Regions from separate parts of the Mus musculus genome. Here all the other regions are linked to region 1. The links are chromatin contacts, called in public HiChIP or PLAC-seq maps. All regions are on one chromosome and are shown on one strand. Each heading gives the region's core, a stretch centred on a gene start, on an enhancer-like site or on the middle of the called end of the contact. The rest is flanking DNA. Distances are from core to core; before and after follow the strand shown.

Region 1 (3,049 bases), core at 65-2,564:
CAGGCTCACGTAGTCTACCTCCTTTTCTTCTGTGCCTGCACTCTCCTTGGGAACTCTCCAAGGAGAGTACTGTTTGGTTTGCCATGAAAAGGGGGGAATAGGGTGCTGCTCTGTGCCATGCTCCATGCCCCATCGATACAGTTTTATAACACGGAAGCCTTTTAGTATAGATCTGGTGACCACCACAGCGATGGCTCCCTATGTGGCCCCACTTCACTCAGTAGTGACATGGGGTCATTGATAGCATCCCAGCAGGTGATCTCACCCTGCCACATGTGCTCACTATTGGATCAGCAGCCCTAGAGGACACCTGGAGGGAAGCCTGTCTCCCTGGCCTAGGCTCTTATTTCCTAAGCCAAGTCTCAAGGACCAGGACCAGGAGCAGCCAGTATATTGACTCCCCCATGGGCGCCTCTGGAGAGAAGCAATTGCAAGAAGTGTCTCTCTAGAAACAGCTCTGAATCGGCCTTAGTGTTTAGAGTCATATGTAACTGCAGCCTCATTCCTTTGAGTTTTGTCACCCAGCCTGGCTTGCCACGGGGGTGTGTTGGATAGTGGCAGCTATTAGAGGCTACTCTCCAAGGGTGTGGCCGAGTCTTGGTAAAGGGAGCAGAGGAACATGCTGGGTGCTGGGTAGAGGGCAGCTGTTACCCACTGCCTGACTCCATCAAAAACCCACTAAAAAGCATCCTATATGAAGATGGGAGACATGGCTCATCAGTTACGATCACTGCTCTTGCAGAGGACCCAAGTTCAGTTCCTGGCACCAGTGTGAGGCCTCACATCTGCCTGTAACTCTGGCTTTTTGCAGGCACCTGCGCACTTGCACATGTACACACACACACAATTTTAAAAAGAAAGAAATTAAAAACATTCTAGGCAGAGAATGTGGCTCAGTTGTTAGAGACTCTGCCTGTCATGCACAAGGTCCCAGGTTCGATCCCCAGCAGAGGAGAGAGAAAAGAATATCACAAGCCACCTATTCATATCAGAACGGGACTTTCGCTCAATACTGGCCATATTTAAGTGAAATATTAACTGAAAGGAGTGTTAAGGCGTATTTATGTCCACCCATTTTCTGTTTGAAAACTGGGATTCAATTCAGGAGGCCTATGACCTGCCTGAGAGTTTACACTGAGTTTACTCCCATGAACCCCAAGAATCGCATATCTCTGCGCATAAAGGACGCACCCCCTTTCCAGGCTCTGCCTTTGATCCCCTGTTCTGGTCTGACAGTGCTGACACTCTTTAACTTCAAGGCCAGTCTGTTCACAGAGGAAATGACTCACACACTCATGACCAAACAACTCAGTCATCCAGGAACTTAGTGAAGGAAAGGCTGGCACAGTGGAAGTCAAATCTTAACCCGGGGACGACTGGAGACAAAACATCGGCCATAAATGCCAGAGCAATGTGTTTCCACAATTTCCGGTATTTTAGATATTTAGATGGTTTTCGTTTATGAATAACTCTTCTTAAATGTGAAGGCATTTCAACGTGTTGGCTGTTATTTTATAGTATGAGTCACTATTTGGGGACGTGACCCTTGATGTCTTTGAGACCCACTCCTCTCCAGAGTCACTCAGCTAGCAGCTCAGAGTCTCCTCATTTAGTCTCCTGTATCCAGGCAAGGTGTGGTCAGCTAGGTTACCAGGGGATGTGTTTTGTTCTTAGACCTATTCAAGATCTAGATCCCCATAGACAAAAGTATTCTTTTCATTGTGTGTGATTGATTGCTTTATTGATTGAACTGTACTAGGGACCGCACATTACACATAATAGACAAGCATTCTACCACTGAATTGTGTGTCAGCCATACTACAGAGAGAAAAGAGTCAATCACAGCAGGGAGGCGTGGCTGCAAGCAGCAGGCACGGTGGCCACAGCAGGAAGCTAAGTACTCACTTTCTGTTTGTTTGTTTGTTTGTTTGTTTGTTTATTTTTCAAGACAGGGATTCTCTGTGTTTTCCTGGAACTCACTTTGTATACTAGGCTGGTCTTGAACTCAGAGATCTGCCTGCCTCTGCCTCCCAAGTACTAAGGATCAAAGATGTGTGCCACCAACGTCTAATGAGCTTACATTTGCAAATTGCAAGTATAGAGCAGAGAAAGGAACACAGTGAGACAGCAAACACTCAGACCCTTGCCCCTAGTGATGTACTTCCTAGATCTGGCCCCCAGGGATGCAGCCAGATCCTGCCCCAATGATATACCTCCCACAGCAAGACTGTACCTCCTAACCCCTCTGCCCCTCAAACATCAGCTCCAACTGGGACCAAGTTTCAAGTATCTGAGCCTATGGGGGACATTGTGGCCACATCATAACACAAAATGCATTTAGTTCTGTTTCAAAAAGTCCCCATTGTTAGCTTACAGGTGATTTTAGTAGGCTCCCCCTAGGAACCTAGCAACAGCTTATGTCATCACTTGCCTCCTCCACCAGGTGGGCCAGGTGTACATAAAAGGACTGCCCCCTCTGCCCCCCTCCCTCTCTCGCACTCACACTTCATCTTTCTCTCTCCCTCTCCCCCTCTCCCTCTCTCTCTCTTGCCAGTCCATCTCTCTCTCCCTCTTTCTGTCCTTCACTGCCCCATCCCCTTTCTTTACCCTCATGGCTCTGCTCCCTTCTGTCTGTCTGTCTGTCTGTCTGTCTGTCTGTCTGTCTGCCTGTGCACTCGTCTGCCTCGCCCCTTCCCAGGTCCTCAGTCCTCTTCCTTCCCTCAGTAAATCCCCTTTATACCAGACCTGTTGCATGGCATAATCACTCAGGCAAACCTTGGCATGAGCCCACCAGGTACCCCCTTGCCACACTATATTTCATAATATTGGTGCCTAACACCCATAGTCTTCACAAACTCAATGCTGTTTAAAGTCCAAACTGTCTTCTGAGACTCAAGGCAGTCTCTCAGCTTGTCTCCTGTAAAATCAAAAGGCAAGTTACATACTGGCACAGAATATGCATTACCATTCTGAAAGGGAGGGATTGGGACACAGCGAGGAAACACTGGACCTGAGCAAAGCTGAATCCACCAGGGAAAACTCCAGATGG
Region 2 (2,948 bases), core at 141-2,640, 310 kb before region 1:
CTGGGAACTGAGGCCTCTGTCTATGGGATCTGATGTTATTGTCAGGTAGACGTCAGGAGTGAGCAGCTTTGTACATGCTGTGGTGTGATAGTAGAAGAAACATGCTTTGTCAAAGGTGGTAAGGACTTGGTGACAGTGCGCCTGACAAGCTCTTACATGTTCAACACCCACAAATGCCAGTTACAGCCATTATTACCCCTGTCTCCACCACATTCAGCATGGATCCTGCCATGCATACAAGTCTCCACTCAACAGGGCGCATACTGACTGGGATCGGTGGCACACATTAATAATATCAAGGGTGGTAGGTTGAAGAGGAGACAAGAGGAGAAATGCAAGGACAGACTGGGCTACATAGCACATTTGAGACAAGCTTAGGCTTTGAAAGACTTTGTCTTAGTAACAATAACAACGTGCCTATATTTAAAAAAACAATAAAAACAATAATCATAATTCTTAAAGCATCAATATTAATAATAAAGAACAAAGAAGAACATAAACAGAAGAATTACAGATAATAGTCAAAAACTCTCTTGGTTTCCTTCAAATTATCATCTGAGTGTGACCAGACCATCACATGCATGAATTTACATCAGCTGTGGAAGCCTGTATAAGAACTACACAAGATCAATCCAGTCACCATTCTGAAGTGGAGAAGAGGGCACTAAAGGCCCCCCGCCCATGCCTGAGGAACTATTGGGATTTAACAGCTGCTGAGGAAGGGAGAATCCATTTTCTTTAAGGATTAAGGATGCAGTCCCTGTTAGCATTACCATGCTTCCGTGGGTTGCCCCATACCCAGAAGTATATTGGCAGCACAATTTAGACTAAGTAAATTATTGGGAAAAAATAGGACCTAAAGTCGGTGGTGTGGTGTGTGGGGTAGACATGAAAGGGGTTAAGAGGAGGAGTAGGGGTGTGGTTATCAAAATATATTGTATACATATTTGAAACTCTCAAAGGACTAATAAAATATTCTATGAAAACCCATGTGGAATAGAGGTGCTCTTACTCCCTAGGAGGTTCCATCTAGGAAAACATAAGTCTTAGACATGTCCGCTGGCATTTAGAGATGAGCCAGTCCTAGAAATGCTGCTCTGGATGCTCACCTGAAACAGACCTGACCCAGTGGAGGCCCGCTGGGGCATACACTGTCCGAAGCAACCGTTAAACTGTGCCTCTGAGTTAGCCCTCAAGGTCAAGTGCTTGGCCTCCCAGAGCCGTATGTACAAGAAACAATTTATCTGTTCTATTTAGTCTGTTTTTCTAATGAACCTCTCGCTCTTGCTTTTTGTTTGTTTCCAAGGTATCCACTGTTACACAGTCATGACTTTTTATAAACCCATCAAGCCAGGCCTGATGTGGCCACCAATGAGTAATGTATACATGTTGTGTGTTTGAGCTGGAGTTGCTAAGTCATTTTTCACAGAAGGTTCCCTTAGAATCACTAAGGCCAGAAGAGAGCTGTGGGTTCAAAGTCCCAAAGAACAGATGGGATACATCCAAAGCCTCCCGAAGAGCTGCATACTTGGGCTCTTTCTGTGTGTGGAAAGTGACTCATTTATTAAATTATCCTGAAGTCCTAAAACAGTCTGAGCCCCACACCCACCTCCACCAACTTCAGACAGGAGGGGAGCAATGGCCTCTGGTTCTTACAGGACGGCAGTGAGTCATGCCGGTACTTGGCTGTGGGGTCCACTTTTGTTAAGTGTGCGGGACTGGGTTTTCCTTCCACACCCAAGTCTATTTATTGCCCCAGGAGCATGAGAAGGTATGAGAATAAAGACCTCCAATTTGTTCCGAATCTAAAAATCAAGTGGTTGAACTGTGCTTCTAAATGTTCAAATGTACAGCCAGACTTCATGAACTAAATCTAACCGCAAGTTGGGTGCATGCCAAAACCTTTTTCAGCATGATGAAAACCCCTGACTCTTCCTTGTAAGGGTGGATATGGTGGCTTTTCAGGAGAGGAGTCCACACAGAGCTGAGAGATGGTTCAGAAGGTGACAGGCTCACTGCACAGGCATGGGGACATAAGTTCAGATTCTCAGCACCTGCATCATGATGCCAGGCAGGGTGGGATGGCACATGTCTGCATTCCCATTGCTGGGGCATGGAGACAGGAGGGTCCCCCTAGGCTTTCTGGCCAACCTTTCTATATAAGGTAGCAAGCACAAGACTTCAGTGAGAGACCTGGTCTCAAACTGAAGAAGCAATAAAAAATACATACTGACAGACACCAGTCTCCGCTTCTGTGTGCACCCACCCATACCAACACACACACACAGAGAGCCCACTCAACCCCCACAAAGCCCACATAGTTACAAAGTGTTAGGGAAGGTTCTGCCATCTTCCCATCCTGAGTTTAAATCAAGAGCCAGTTCTAAGGGTTTAGCCTTTGAAAAACCTTTACAATTGAACATGCCATTCACAGAATGTGTTGTCTTTGCTCTGTGCCTCGTGTCCCCAGAACAGAGGGTTGGGAGGCTAATCTCATGTCCTATTTTCTTGCTGCTACATTCCTGAGTATGTATAGCATCCCATGTATGGTGGCTGGTCAACACACAGCAGTTAAAGCAATAACTGAATTCAGGTGTTGCTACATATCACAAAAGGAGTTTGGAGCTATCCACAGCTCCTCAGGTGCTGTCTCCTTTAATGTTAAAGACAGTATAAAAGTGAGTCTTCCATCTCCTTCACAAACCACAAAGCTGATATTTGAGGGACTAAGCAACCGCCCTGGAGGGTACAGCCAGGAGCTCCAGGCTTTGACATGGAGCCAGCAGCCAAAAGAGAAGATTTCTGGAAATGGACCAAGCCATCCTCAATGGATTAGGCAGACTCCTCTAGAGGAACAGAACCAATATGTACATGTGTATATATGTGTGTATGTGTGTGCATACACACAAAGGAACTCATTAGAGTGATTATTTATACAACCATCTGCA
Region 3 (2,913 bases), core at 147-2,646, 350 kb before region 1:
GCTCTGGCAGCTGTCCAAGCTCTGGGAAAGGGAGGGAGTCTGTTCTCGGGCAACAGCTCTCACAGCGTTGCCTTTGAGGAAAGGGTAACTGATTGCCCACAAACCCGGGGTAGCAGCCTCCCCCACCTGAAGTCTGGAAGGTTTGTCCTATCATTCACAGGCTCAGACAGGAAGTCCCCACCCCCAGCCCAGTCAGCTACTTCCACCTCAGTTCTCAGTTTCTGGCTCCCACCCACTGCCGCAGCCTGGAATTATCAGTGGGGTGTTCTGCCTCATACCCACCTGGCTCTTGTGTTTCTGGGGAGGACTGTACATGATGTCAGCATTCTGTAAGAAATCTGAGAGCAACACACAGCTGCTCTCTGGCCAGTTCAGTCAGGGACCCAAGGGGGTCTGGTGGCAAGCACAAACACCTCAAGGGGAAATCTCCAGGACAGAGGAAGGCCACTGAGAGACCCTTAGAGCAAACTCACCATCAAGTTCCCTTAGGAGTCAACTAACGTCTAATGAAATATGACATACAAGGGGGGATGGATAGGATATTCTAGAAATGGCTGTGAGTGGCTTAGATGTGGGGTGTGTTATTTCACTTTTCCTATCACTGAGACCAAATCCCTCTAAAGACCCTTTGAGGGAGTAGGATTTATCCTGGCTGGTGGTTTTAGAGGGTTCAGCCCATGGTTACTCTTCCCCATGAGTATGGGGAGAGCATCATCCTGGTGTCAGGAGTCTGTGAAAGGGGCTGCTACTCACCCCTTTGCCAACAGGAGGCAGGAAGGGGGTTGGTAAAGACACCAGAGAGAATATAGTCCCTAGAACCCACACCCAGGGACCTTCATCCAGCTAGATGCCACCTCCTTAAGTTTCCTCTAAAATTAGTGCTACCAGCTTGGGATGAGGTATTCAAAACATGAGCATAAGAGGTAAGTTTCATATTCAAACTCTAACATGAAGTGCTCCTCCAAAGGCTTCATCCCCAGGTGAGAGTGCTGCTGGGAATTGAAGGGATCATAAAGACTCGGGCTTCATCAATGATCTGATTCAGTGAGGACTCTGACTTCAACCTTACCAATGAATTACCCTACTAATGAGTTCATAACCTAAAGGGACTAGAAGGAGAGAGGGTTTGGTTGGAAGAGGTGAGTCACCAGGGGCATGTCTTTGAAAGGTCTATCTTGCCCCTGTTTCTGCTTCTTGGTTTCCCTGGGGTGAGCAGCATCCACCACACAGCTCCTCCCTCCATGGTTATGTTCTGCCTTATCACAGGTCCATAGCAATGGGGCCCACAAAACCTCTGAAGCCACAAACCCAAATCCTCCTTTTAAGGTATAGACATCAAGGATCCTGTCACAGTGCTGAAAGGCTGACTAATACATGAGTCCACTTCTGAGCCATTAACCCTGCTCCCTCAGAGCCAGTGCATGGGTGCTACCACCCACCCCTGGCATCTCAGGCACATCCCTGTTTCATTCTGACAGGACATGGTTCTTTCTTGAGGTGTCAGCTTCACGTTTGGACACTCTGGAGAGCCATATGCCTGAAGGGCTTTGTCTGAATCCTCACAGGTTGGATAGCATGCAGCTCCCTCAGTACGAATCTGTGCTGAGATGGAACCACATCTCTGAGCCCCAGGACATGTAGCTTTTGGAAACACAAAGAGGAGAATTATATATTGGGAGGGACCTGAAGTGCACTGGATCCTGATTCTACCCCTCTTTTCTATCCTTTTGTTTGTCTGTCTGACTTCCTGATTTCTGACACTGGGTGTGTTTTGGGTCCAGGACCTGGCTCCATACCAGGGCCTATTCTGTTTGATTCCTTGATTTTCTGTAATTTCTGCAATGAACTGCCACATTCTTGTTGGCTTAAAGTAACAAAGAGACTAGAAGTCTGAAATAAGTGGCAACCCACGATACAGACAGGCTTCCATCCCTCTGGACACTGCAGAGGAGAAGCCTCCCCCTCCTTCTCCAGCTTCTGGTGTTGACTTGGGCTTGGCTCACTTCCATCACTGCCTCCAGGGTCATGTGAGCTTCTCCCCATGTATGTCACATCTCCCGGTGCTCCTTTCATAAGGATGTGTATGACCATGTCTGAGCTCACCTGGATATTCCTGACCACCCTCCCCTGTTTCCAGCTAACATTTAGGGAGTTAGGGAAATAACATTTAGGGAGGAAAGCCACAGAGAAGATCATAATGCTAGCTCACCAGTTCCAGCTGTGGCATGGATGTCTGTGGAGATGGGAATTTATTATCTATCTTCCACCCCCAGATCTGAAGCTGACCCTTTGCATTCCTACTGAAATGCAGATAATTCCTAAGCCTTCCAGACACCAAGGTCAACCAAAAAGGCAGCATCCGGTCCTACTGCAGACCATGTCTTCTGCCTACATGTCAAGCTGCACGTGTCACCCAGCCCAGAGTACAAATGTCAGAGTATCACCGGAAGCCCTGGCAAGATGCTGCTTTCAGAGGAGGTTCTGATCATCTCCATGCTTTCCTGTATCTGAAAGCCTCTCACCATGTGTGTTACATTGCTAATGCAAAGGTACAGCAAAGACTCGAGGGAAAGAGAAAGAAACAAATAAAAACTATAACTCATTCCTAGTGCAGAGTCTGCTGCGCATAGGGAAGGCAATAGGAGTCACGCATTTGTGTCTCCAGATGGTGTCAAATGTACACAGGGAAGATGCATCTCCCTGGAGCAAGAGGTCTCAGTGCAGGTGGGGGGAGGCGGGGCCACTGATGGGAGTAGTGGGAACATCTGGACCCTTGGCTCCGTTGGCTTAGCCCCTTGACAGGAAATCAAATATTATAGAAAGGAAAAGGGTCGTGCCTGTGTCCCGGGTGTGAGAGACTTGCAGGACTACAGAGAAGGTTGTGGTCATCTCTGCTTGACAGCATTGCAGCTG

The links. HiChIP or PLAC-seq counts read pairs in DNA pulled down with a chosen protein or histone mark.
Region 2: an HNF4G HiChIP or PLAC-seq map of pancreatic cancer cells shows a contact between it and region 1. The contact joins two enhancer-like sites.
Region 3: a contact with region 1 is called in an HNF4G HiChIP or PLAC-seq map of pancreatic cancer cells. The contact joins two enhancer-like sites. A contact is called at or near these places in 1 of 39 promoter capture datasets (the 3T3-L1 cell line) and 1 of 115 datasets of contacts at active chromatin or transcription factors (pancreatic cancer cells).

The regions. Positions count from the first base shown.
Region 1 is chr1:91,022,852-91,025,900 of GRCm38.p6, forward strand. It overlaps a transcript of Lrrfip1 not described here. Among named protein-coding and RNA genes, the nearest start is that of Lrrfip1, 29 kb to the right of the region's middle. Within about 2 kb of position 1,315, at least 143 of the 459 cell types and tissues checked have an H3K27ac peak or open chromatin away from gene starts, as enhancers often do. A contact at or near this core is called in pancreatic cancer cells, where this site is marked.
Region 2 is chr1:90,717,466-90,720,413 of GRCm38.p6, forward strand. No RefSeq gene overlaps it. Among named protein-coding and RNA genes, the nearest start is that of Gm35332, 15 kb to the left of the region's middle. Within about 2 kb of position 1,391, at least 43 of the 459 cell types and tissues checked have an H3K27ac peak or open chromatin away from gene starts, as enhancers often do. A contact at or near this core is called in pancreatic cancer cells, where this site is marked.
Region 3 is chr1:90,676,620-90,679,532 of GRCm38.p6, forward strand. Gm9991 (a long non-coding RNA gene) reads left to right here. Exons shown (of 3, transcript XR_878398.1): 3 at 2,274-2,913. Among named protein-coding and RNA genes, the nearest start is that of Gm9991, 3.6 kb to the left of the region's middle. Within about 2 kb of position 1,397, at least 26 of the 459 cell types and tissues checked have an H3K27ac peak or open chromatin away from gene starts, as enhancers often do. A contact at or near this core is called in pancreatic cancer cells, where this site is marked.